3 separate regions of the Mus musculus genome follow, and regions 1 and 3 are each linked to region 2. Evidence: chromatin contacts called from public HiChIP or PLAC-seq data. All regions are on one chromosome and are shown on one strand. The core of a region is the stretch at or near the end of the contact, and the rest is flanking DNA. Distances in the headings are between cores, read along the strand shown. Region 1 has its middle 13 kb from the start of Gm51874. Region 2 holds the start of Eme1 (essential meiotic structure-specific endonuclease 1). Region 3 overlaps Acsf2 (acyl-CoA synthetase family member 2).

Region 1 (3,530 bases), core at 261-2,760, 77 kb before region 2:
CCTGGAGTCCTCAGCTCATTTTCCTTTTCTTCCTTTCCTTTGTGCCTCTCCTCCTCCTCCTCTTCCTCCTCCCCTCTTCCCTCTCCCCCTCCCCCTCCTCCTCCTCTTCCTCCTGCTCTTCCTCCTCCTCCTCCATTTTGAGATGCAGTCCTGGAGATCCATATGCCGACCAAACTGTCCTTCAAGTCACGGAAAACTCCCCACCTCTATAGGGATTAAAGACTTCTACCCACCCCCCCAACCCTAGCTGCCAGTCTATTAAAACTAGCCAATCACAAAAGACTGTGAGGTCAGACCCCTGCCAAAGGAAAAAGAAACAAGTTATCACCTGCAGTAGGACAAAAGCTAAGGGGACTTCCTGTGCTCCCCAACCTGGTTCCCGCTGCGCAGCGCCCTTTTTACAGAAAGCAAATGGCCTTGCTGAGTTTTCTTTCGCTTTGTTCATGTGTTTCTTTTAGTGATACCAAGAATATTTGCTTCCAGCAGACATGTACTGTGGTGCTTCACAATGACCTATTTTCAGTTCCGAGCTCAACGCTGGAATCTTGCTCCTACGCAAGCAAGACCAATGGGAATTTGAAATGGTGCTGTTTGTCTCGGAACCTGCTAAAAGGGAGCTTAAAATGTTTGCAAGTAGCTAGTTGTGGTGTACGTGTGAAACCCCAGCTACCCAGGGGATGAGCCGAGAGTTCGAGGCCAGTGTAGGTGCATAGTGTAACTGTCCGGGAATGAATGAGAGAAAGAAGTAGTCAGGTTTACTGATACCTGCGATTCCAGCAGAAATCACAGTTCAAGGCCAGCCTCAGCAACTCAGTGGACTCTCACATTCAATTTTTTAAAAAATATTTTTTATTTTATTTAATTTATTATATGTAAGTACACTGTAGTTGAAACACTCCAGAAGAGGGTGTCAGATTTTTTTTTTTTTTTTTTTGGTTTTTCGAGACAGGGTTTTTCTGTGTAGCCCTGGCTGTCCTGGAACTCACTCTGTAGACCAGGCTGGCCTCGAACTCAGAAATCTCCCTGCCTCTGCCTCCCGAGCTCTGGGATTAAAGGCATGCGCCACCACACCGGACTGATGGTGTCAGATCTTGTTATGGATGGTTGTGAGCCACCATGTGGTTGCTGAGATTTGAACTCAGGACCTTTGGAAGAGCAGTCAGTGCTCTTAACCGCTAAGCCATCTCTCCAGCCCCACACTCAAATATTTTTAAAGGATTGGGAATTTTGTTCAATAGTAGAGGGCTTGCCTGGTGGTGAGAGACCTTGTTTTTAATCCTTGGTACAACACACACACACACTTTACAAACACCCACCTATTGGATCCAACTCCACCTTCCGGCCTCTGAAGGTACCACGCACACATGTTGTGCACAGACTAATCATATAGGCAAAAAAATCAAATAAATAATAACCATCATAAATAACAAATACCCACCCATCAAGGAATCAGCTAGAAAACTGGAAGTCTCCCTCTGGGACTCTCCTGGTCCTCTATTGCCATCTGCTGGTGAGAATAGGGATGGTAGAGACACAGCCGAAGTGAGCTATGAAAACTCAGTGGGGGTGAGTGAGCCTCTGGAAAAGAACCCAGGAGAATGGCCGGAAAGGCCGTCTGGAGGGCCTTCTCAGTGTGTTAGGAGGCTCAGGGACCAAGGGGCTTTTTATTTATTTTATTTAGGTTTTTTGAGACAAGGTTTCCCTGTGTGGTCCTGGCTGTCCTGCAACTCCCCCATAGACAAACTCAGAGCTCCACCTGTGGAGGCATGCACTACCACCACCTAGATTGATTGATTGATTGATTGATTGATTTTCAGGGTCTCACGATGTGGCTCTGACTGTCCTGAAACTCACTATGTAAACCAGGCTGGCCTTGAACTCACAGAGGTCCACCCATCTCTGCCTCTCTGAGCACCTAAATCAAAGGCATGCGCCGCCACACCAAGCTTTTACTTTACTTTTAAATATTGGTTTTCTTTCTTCTTTAATTTTTTAAATGTTTTTTCCTTTATGTGTATGTGTATTTTGCCTGCATGTACGTCTGTGCACTGTGTGTATGAAAAGGCCAGAAGAAGCCTTCAGGCCCCTTGGAACTGGAGTTAAAAAGGTTGTGAGGCACCAGGTGCTGGAATCCAGCCTGGGTCCTCAGGAAATGCAGCTAATACTCCTAATCTGTGAATCGCCTCTTGAGCCCCTAGGGGTCGCTTTAACAATTCTAGCTCTGTCTCTATGCCCTACAGACAGAGAGACCCAAGATTAAAACAGAGAAGTGTATTTCCCAAGGTTGAGCTGAGCCATATTTTAGGGACAAAATCAGGATTTGCTCCCAGAACCCTGAGATCGAAATCCAGGGCTCCTCTGAACCTTGATTCTAGTGAAACCCTTGGACCACCAGCAGCCTCTGGGGCACCTGGAGACTTGGGAGAATTTCAGGGTTTAGGGGCTGGGTGTTTGACTGTAGAGGAATTGCCTACATACCAGGTGCAAGCGTTGGTTATGGTGCCCTGTGTGGCAAAACAATGTGAAGAAGAAGGAGGAAGAGGGGGGGGAAAGGGGGAGGGGGAGGGGAGGGGGAGGAAGAGGAGGAGGAGGAGGAAGAGGAGAAGGAGAAGGAGAAGGAGAAGGAGAAGGAGAAGGAGAAGGAGAAGGAGAAGGAGAAGAAGAAGAAGAAGAAGAAGAAGAAGAAGAAGAAGAAGAAGAAGAAGAAGAAAGCAATAGATGCCATGTTGTTCGAAGTCTTGCTCTAGTATTTTCTGTACACAGCTGCATGCATGCTTTCATAAAAATTACATCATAGCCCCCACACCCTCTTTGTTTTGATTTTTCTTTTCTTTCTTTCTTTCAATTTTATTTTGTTGGGGAGTAGAGTGGCTGAGACAGGATTTCTCTGTGTAGCCCTGGCTGTTCTGGAACTCACTGTGTAGACCAGGCCCTTGAACTCAGAGATCTGCCTGCTTCTGCCTCCCAAGTTTTGAGATTAAAACTGTGTGCCATGGTAGTACACAGCTTGGTTTTGCTTTTAATTGTTGGGACTCAAACTTAGAGCGTTCTCTCTCTCTCTCTCTCTCTCTCTCTCTGGTTGCTGCTGCTGTTGTTGTTGTTGTTAAGGTCTAACACATCCTGGGGCAGGCTTTAACCTTGCTCTGTAGCCAAAGATGACCTTTGACCTTCTGCTCTCCCTGCCTCTGTGTGAGTGCTGAGATTACAGAAGTTTGCCATCATCCTTGGTCACGTGATGCTGGGGGCTGAACCCAGGGCTTCTATGTGCTAGGCAAGCACTCTACACACTGAGTTCCATCCCCTCCCCTTAATAATTATTTCTAAGGGTCTGGAGAGATGGCGTAACAGCTTAGAGCACTTGCTGCTCTTGCTGAGGTCCCAGGTTCAGTTGTCAGCACCCACATGGTAGCTCACAGCTCTCTAACTCCAGTTCCAAAGGAGCTAACTCTATCTTCTGACCTCTGTAGTCACCAGGCATTCATATGGTGCGCATGGATTCATACAGACAAAAGCAATCATATAGAAAAAAA
Region 2 (3,782 bases), core at 1,164-3,663:
AGCTGAGCAGAAACAAACAGCACAGAAACAGATGAAATGGACACCAGACAGCTGCCTGCTTAGAAGATTCAGTTTCCTGGCCAAGGGAAGGGCAGCGTACAAGATGTGCAAGGCTTGCCTCTGATTCCGCCTCCCTTACCACTGCCTTAGCTATCCACTCACCCATGCACATCAGACACTTGCCACTGTCTTAGCTATCCACTCACCCACTACACATCAGACACTTGCACCAGAAGGGCAGCCCGTCCGTCAGAGGGTGGCTCCCGCAGGCAACTGGCCATTACAGAAAGGTCTTTTTTTCCCAGAGTCCATAAGCAGATGTCCAACCAAGACTGGCATTAATCTGGGCCTCTCCACCCATTATCCCAAAGGACTCAACACCATTTTCTTTAAAGGGGGAAATTATGAGGGAGGCGTTGAAGGGGATAGAGATGATCAAAATACATTGTATGCATGAACAAAATTCTCAAAGATTAAATGAAAATGCTTTTAAAAGAAGATTATCTAAAATGCATGCTAATGGGGCCAGAGAGAGATGGCTCAGAGGTTAGCAGCAGCGACTGCTCTTGCAGAGGTCCTCTGTTCAGTTTCTAGCACTTTTGTAGTGGTCCACAGTCATCTGTAACTCCTGTTTCAGGGGATCCAATGGCCTTTTCTTACCTCTGCTGGTACCAAGTATACCGTGTGGTATGCATATATACACATAGGCAAAACATTCATACACAAAAATAAAATCCAGGCTGTCTGTTTTAGGTCTCTAGGCATAGTATAGGATCTTAGGATCTAGTATCAGCCCATTTAGAGTTGCTTTATGGGTGTTTGGGGGCATAGCACTGGTTATCTAGGTTTCTCAAATTCCCATAAGAACAGAAAGTTGCTGGGATACAAGACTAGCTCTCAGAGAGCAGGCTGGGCATGGTGGCACAGGCAAGCTTTTGATGCTAGCACTTGGGAGGCAGAGGCAGGCAGATCTCTGTGACAACAGGACCAGTTTGGTCTAGAGACTGAGTTCTAGGACAGCCAGGGCTTCATAGTGATACAGTGTCTCCAAACAAACAAACATCACAAAAAAAGAACTTAGGAGACATCTTCAATGTCCAGCAATGGAATGGAATCCCCTCCCCCCTCTCCTGTAGCCCATGAAGACCTTGAACTTGCAATCCTCAGGCCTTTACTTCACATATAACCGAGGTTACAGGCATGCACTTCCTGGCTTCACCCACTCACTTACTGGTGATTGGTGTTTTGCTTTTGCCTACATTGTTTCACTCATATGTCTCTGCTCTTGTGAAAAACAAGACTTTACAGATGACTCTCTTCCCTCATTTTACAGAGCAGTAAGACTTGTGGAATCTATATCTTCAGAACAGACAGATGTCATATTCACCCACTACCCTCCAGCTTCTCTACCAACACCACTAATATCTGGGCCAAATGATCTATCCTATAGCAAGTCTTGCAGATGGTTTTCTGTGTAGGTTATTTTATTTTATTTTATTTTATGTTATTTTATTTATTTATAGCTTTTGAGTCTGTGACCCAGGCTGGCCTTGGATCTGATGAAATCTTCCTGCCCCAGGCTCCTAAGTGCAGGGATTATAGGCACTACTATTCCTGGTCCCACTTGGTTTCATTTTCATTTATTTATTTGCACCCAGTCTGCCTCCTCTTAATTGGCTCCTCAAAACTGTAAAACCGAGTCAAGTCATTTTCTTGCCTTCTGTCTACACAGGTTTGGTTGGGTCTGTCTCTTTTAGGTCTAAATTGCTATCCCTTCAAGAGACTTCCTTGGTCCCCTAATCTAAGACTCTTCACAATACTATTCGAGATTACAACTAAGTTACTCACGTGTTTACTGGCTGAACTCACAAGGCGTTAGAAACCATGTTTATGCTGGTACTCTGAGCAGTGTCTCACCAGACCTAAGCGTTGGTCATGGTCATAGACATCTGAAATACCAGCTCTAAGACGGCAAACTACACAGTGGGAACCTACCTCAAAAGCGAGGAAAGGAAAAAAGCTAAGTCTTGAATATCAATTAAATGTTTTGAACTTAGTCTTCTTCAAATCCGGAGGGATCCACATAAACCCAGAGGGGACAGAGCTTCTGGAGTAACTATCCAACGGGCTTTCATTCTGCACTCCCACCCTCCGCAAGCACCGCCCACAACGTGTCACGTGACCGGAGACAGTCGCCCTCCAAAGGTCCGGAGCCCCTCACTTCTTCCCCGTATCTAGGTTCACCATGGGCTCCAGTTTCCATCTCCCAGCCTCCCTGCTGTCTCGCCTCGCAATAGCCACAGTGCTGAGCTACCTGCTGCCCGCGTCCTCAGCGTAAGCGCCGCCGCCGCCATATTTGCTTCACGTTCACTTCCAGGCTGGGAAGTCTGCTTCCGCTACCGGGATAGATCTACTTCCGGGTCTTGCGGACAATTCAAAGAGTGGCGGGAGCAGTAGCAGGTGAGCCCAGATCTCTTGGGGTTTATGGCCGGGACCTCCGGCGACTTCTGCAGTGGACCGTGGGCCCCAGAGACAAGGAGTGTGGCCAGCACGGACGTTTGTCCCACTCCAGGAACCACACGAAGGTCCCTAGGGAGGGACCAGGGTGAGGCTCAGCTAGATTCTGTGCTAGACTGGTTGTAGATGCACAATTTCATTTAATTCCTTACAAACCTAAGTTACTGGTATTATGTTAAATTGAGATCCAGGAAGACTGCAAAGATTATCAGTCACTAATTATTGTTGAAAGAATGATTCTTGCGTGTAACCCAGCAGTTCCAGGCAGACTTAAGTGTACGCACAAGAGAACTGTGAAAACATACTCGTTCAAAATATTTGTACGTGAATGTCTGTAGCAACATTATCCGTAACAGCCAAGAAAGGGGAGCAGGCTAACCGTCCATCAAGCAATAAATGCGTAAACAAAATGTGACATAGCCACACAGTGGAATATTATTCAGCTATAAAAAATGAGGCAGTACTGGTGCATAGTATGGCCACAGAAGGACCCTGAAAGCATGACTGCGAAAGACACCAGTCACCAAAGGCACATACGGTGTGCTTTTATGAAATATACAGAACCTGTAAATCCATAGAGACAATGGATCTTATTTTATTTTTAGATGCTGGGAGAGAGAAAGAACTTGTTTTTTTGTGTGTGGGGGCTTTTTTTTTTTTTCTTAATTTTTAAATAAATAAATAAATGCCAGGTGGTGGTGGCGCATGCCTTTAATCCCAGCACTTGGGAGGCAGAGGCAGGCGGATTTCTGAGTTCTCAGCCAGTCTGGTCTACAAAGTGAGTTCCAGGACAGCCAGGGCTATCTATACAGAGAAACCCTGTCTCAGAAAAAAAAAAAAAAAAAAAATGGTTATAGAAATACCCTTGCTTTTGAGAAGTCTCACTGTATCAAGTAGGCTGGCCTTGAACTCAAAATATCCCCCTCTGTAGCCTCCCAATAGGTGGGATTGCAGTTGTGTGCCAGCATGCCCAGTTTGTAGGATTTCTCTTTGTGATGATGGAGACATTCGGGAGTAAGAGGAGGGTAATGCTGACACAGCACAGACATACGGAGCCCCATCAGTCTGAGTGAATGATTTCTTTATCTGTTAACTGTACTAAGGCTGGGGCCTAACGTTCATGTAGGGCTCTCTATGTGCTAAGCAAGCACTCTACCGCTGCTACTCCAACACCTAAAGGATAGTTTTGAGTACTATACACTATGTGAATTGTAAGGGGAGTTTTTTCCTGTGTGTGGACATGAGCGTACATGGGTGTGTGCATA
Region 3 (3,722 bases), core at 966-3,465, 73 kb after region 2:
TGCCTCTGCCTCCCAAGTGCTGGGATTGGGATTAAAGGTGTGCACCACCACTGGGCACCACCACTGCCCGGCCAGGAATTTATTTTATTTTTTAAAAAGAACTTTATATTGAAGTATAGAAAAGCATGCCTTTAAATTACTTATTTATTATTTTCTCTGTATGGAGGGGGCCACCTGAGTGTCAGGTGACATGTGTGGTGGTCAGAAGACAACTTTGTGGCACTGGCTCTCGCATACCTTGAAGTGGGTTTGGGGTACTGAATTCAAGACTGTTGGGCTGCTAGGCGTGAGCCGGCTGGCTGGCCCCAGAGTATGGTATTTTAAGTGCTTTTTGGAGACCAGGCTGGGCCTTGTAGTCTAGGCAAGTGCTGTATTGTCATTCCTTCTGTGGCCCTTTTACATTTGACTTCCATTTTCTTTCTTCTTTTTTTTTTTTTGATTTATTTATTTATTATATGTAAGTACACTGTAGCTGTCTTCAGACACACCAGAAGAGGGCGTCAGATCTCATTTTGGATGGTTGTGAGCCACCATGTGGTTGCTGGGATTTGAACTCAGGACCTTTAGAAGAGCAGTCAGTGATCTTACCCACTGAGCCATCTCGCCAGCCCTCCATTTTCTTTTGTTGTTATTGTTTTGAGACAGGCGTTTCAGGCCAGGCTGAATGACGTTGAAAGACCAAGAAAGGGAAGGAGGGAGGGAGGGATGATGTAGATGCTGGTCTTGAACTTCAGTCCTCCTGCCTCAGGCTCCCAAATAATTAGAACTTTTAGGACAAAGCTTTCCACTAGCCACTCCAACAAGCCACGTTCACCCACCCAACCCAAATTTCTACATAGGAAATATAGTCAATGTGGCCATCTTTGGGGTAGTGACATGAGTGTCAGACTTGAAAAGTCAGGACTGTGAGCAGGTGGTGTTGGTGATTAAGAATTCCTGGCTGTGGTGTAGCTCTGCTCTTCACCTATAGCCCTGGGAGGAAGCAAGATCTATTGTTGATAGCAAGAGAGAATGAATCTGAGTCCTACAAAATAGTAGGTTGATAGCTCATGGAAAAGCTGGGCTGCATGCCTTACCTTAAGATAAGATGGGAAGGAAGGGGCCACCGTCCTCGGATCTCCATAGGTCACATGTGCACTGTGGCACAAGCATCCGCAGAGATGTGTGAGCAAGTGTGAGCGTGTGCGCGCTCTCGTGCACACACACACACACACACACACACACACACACACACACACCTGCTCCATTTTATAGCTTCTCTACCTTTGAAATGGTATCTTGTCTGGGATTTGTCCTGCCTCAGGCCCTACTAGGTTTAGTAGATGAGAACCTTTGTGACTTCAACCTTGAAGGGAAATGAGATACTTTTATCTCTGCTTTCTAGGTAGACACTTTGGCAGGAGCAGAGGTAAGCAGGTTGTCACAAAGTGAAGGGGACAGGTGAAAAGGGAAGGCAGAGGTGCCAGGCTTTCCTGTGGTCCGGAGTCAAAGGTTATTAGCAAAAGTAACTTCTAAACAAACACCTCTTACTAGATCATAGATGTGCGCCACCACTCCCTACGCTGTGCCCACCCCCTGTCTCCCTCCCTTCCCCTCCCTCCCTTCTCTCCTAACCTCTTCCTTTTAAGTCCCAATCCCCTGCAGGAGCATGAGACACTCTTAACCCGAGACATCTCTTCAGCATTTCTTTGTTTTTAATTTTACTTGCCTTTAAGTTTTGTTTGTGTTGAGATGGGATCTTGCTGTGTAGCCCAGGTTGGCCTCAAACTCTTGATGCCTTCGGTGTACTGAAATTACAGCCTCACATGCCTGGGTGAATATCTATCTATCTATCTATCTATCTATCTATCTATCTATCTATCTATCAATCAATCTATCAATCTATCTATGAGGTACTGGGGATCAAACTTACGCCTTTGCACACCAAGCCAGTGTTTTATCACTTAGCTAAAGCACTGTTTTTGTTTCTTGAGTACAGGTTGGACTACGAACCCCAGGCTATCTCTGAATTCTCTATGTAACCCAGGCTAGCAGAAAGCTCTCACTAGGCAGTGAGTGATGTTTATTAAAGAGAGTTTGTGACAGAGCCTCTTCTATTAAACTTTGGTGTGTGGCTGACGATGACCTTGAACTCCTGGCTTCTACTTCCTCGGTGCTGGGATGAGGACCGCCAGGCACCACCACACCCAGCTAGATTTTGGTGACTTCTGCATTCCATTGTTCAAAGGGTTTCTAAGGAATTTTTTTTCCTTAAACCTTTTCAATAAGTGAGGTAAGAGGGTGGCTCCATAGGTCACAAAGTCTATGGAATCCTTGCTATACAAGATCACAAGAGAGTAGAGTTGTTTTTACTGTTAACAAGGTAATAACCTTGTTTGTGAGAGCCCCTGAGAGCCATCTACAGCAGCCAGGAAAGAGATAAGGTTAAATTCAAAGGTCATATGTTCCTTCATTTCATGCATGCACTTTGCTGCTCTACCACTTTTACTTCAGATATCTCTGCAAAAAAAAAAAAAAAAAAAAAGAGTATTTTCTTCACATGAGCAATCTACCCTATACCACCACCACCACCCCACCAAGCCAAGACCGAGTTTCTCCTTGTATCCCTGGCTGTCCTGGAATTCGCTCTGTAGACCAGATTGTAGTGTTAATTGTTAAGTGTATTGTTAATTGTGATGAAAATTTCAACTACTAGCAAGGGAGAGATTTCAGATTCTAGCAAGCCACACTCCGGGATGTCACATCCCTTTCCTTTCCCATGGTCCTTTCTTTTCCTAGTCTTCCTAGCCTGTCTCATTTTCTTCTACCTCCTGAGTTCTGGGACTAAGGCACACCACCATACCTGATCCTAATGTCTTTTATTTATCATTATTTTTATAAGATTCATTCAAATTATCTGGTTCAGTCATTAAAATATTTTTTCTTTCTTTTTGTTTTTGTTTGTTTGTTTTGTTTTTCGAGGCAGGGTTTCTCTGTGTAGCCCTGGCTGTCCTGGAACTCACTCTGTAGACCAGGCTGGCCTCGAACTCAGAAGTCTGCCTGCCTCTGCCTCCCAAGTGCTAGGATTAAAGGCGTGTGCCACCACTGCCCGGCTCATTAAGACTTTTGCTGTCCTTCCTATGTGAACTTACGAGCAATAAGTCACTATAAATCTTTTTTTTTTTAAATTGGTGAACAGGCATTTGGACAGTTGCATACTGGAGGTGGCACAAATCGTCCAACCTGGCTTCAGAAATTAGCTCACCGATATGTGTGGTCCTGTCTCAACTTAAGTTCTCAATCTTCAGTGTAGGGAAATACTGACAGAGCCCAGTAGCTTGGCCATCACTTCCAGTGTCAAGGTGTCCGTCAGCTCAGATATAGGTGTATATTGAGGCCAGTGGTTAGGTCCAATGAGTCTCTAAGGAAGGCACCGCAGTCAAAAATCTGTCATCCACATAGCAAATAACAGAAAATTAATTACTTAGTAAGCATTCATCCTTCCGTCTGGTTCTAGGGAGCTAACCCCAGTCTTCATTGAAGGTCAGGCAAGTACTCTATCTACGGTAGCCACACCCCCTTTTGTAATTATTAGAATACTTAATGTATCAGTGTTCTTTCCCTCTTCTTTTGTTTTTGAGATTTTATTTAATTTTACTTTATGTGTTTAGATATTTCACCTGCACAGATATGTGTGCACCATCAGAGGCCAGAAGAGGGCATCAGATGCTTTGGACTGGAGT

Evidence for each region. HiChIP or PLAC-seq counts read pairs in DNA pulled down with a chosen protein or histone mark.
Region 1: an H3K4me3 HiChIP or PLAC-seq map of the SCID.adh cell line shows a contact between it and region 2, with 17 read pairs. The contact joins the enhancer-like site here to the promoter of Eme1 in region 2. A contact is called at or near these places in 1 of 15 datasets of contacts at CTCF or cohesin (CD8 T cells), 5 of 484 Hi-C or Micro-C datasets (B cells, the BV-2 cell line, Th1 cells and 2 more), 8 of 115 datasets of contacts at active chromatin or transcription factors (the SCID.adh cell line, bone marrow-derived dendritic cells, bone marrow-derived macrophages and 4 more) and 3 of 9 other capture datasets (adipose tissue, liver and pancreatic islet).
Region 3: an H3K27ac HiChIP or PLAC-seq map of embryonic stem cells shows a contact between it and region 2, with 8 read pairs. The contact joins the enhancer-like site here to the promoter of Eme1 in region 2. A contact is called at or near these places in 1 of 39 promoter capture datasets (pre-B cells), 1 of 15 datasets of contacts at CTCF or cohesin (large pre-B cells), 1 of 484 Hi-C or Micro-C datasets (liver), 7 of 115 datasets of contacts at active chromatin or transcription factors (the SCID.adh cell line, effector CD8 T cells, embryonic stem cells and 2 more) and 3 of 9 other capture datasets (adipose tissue, liver and pancreatic islet).

What each region holds. Positions count from the first base shown.
Region 1 is chr11:94,728,436-94,731,965 of GRCm38.p6, reverse strand. No RefSeq gene overlaps it. Among named protein-coding and RNA genes, the nearest start is that of Gm51874, 13 kb to the right of the region's middle. Within about 2 kb of position 1,510, at least 5 of the 459 cell types and tissues checked have an H3K27ac peak or open chromatin away from gene starts, as enhancers often do. A contact at or near this core is called in the SCID.adh cell line and bone marrow-derived macrophages, where this site is marked.
Region 2 is chr11:94,652,374-94,656,155 of GRCm38.p6, reverse strand. It overlaps Eme1 (essential meiotic structure-specific endonuclease 1), which reads left to right and starts at 2,413. Exons shown (of 9, transcript NM_177752.5): 1 at 2,413-2,460. Mrpl27 (mitochondrial ribosomal protein L27) reads right to left here and starts at 2,365. Exons shown (of 4, transcript NM_053161.2): 1 at 2,315-2,365. The coding sequence starts at 2,354.
Region 3 is chr11:94,578,979-94,582,700 of GRCm38.p6, reverse strand. All of the region lies in intron 1 of Acsf2 (acyl-CoA synthetase family member 2), which reads left to right. Among named protein-coding and RNA genes, the nearest start is that of Chad, 16 kb to the right of the region's middle. Within about 2 kb of position 2,215, at least 10 of the 459 cell types and tissues checked have an H3K27ac peak or open chromatin away from gene starts, as enhancers often do. A contact at or near this core is called in embryonic stem cells, where this site is marked.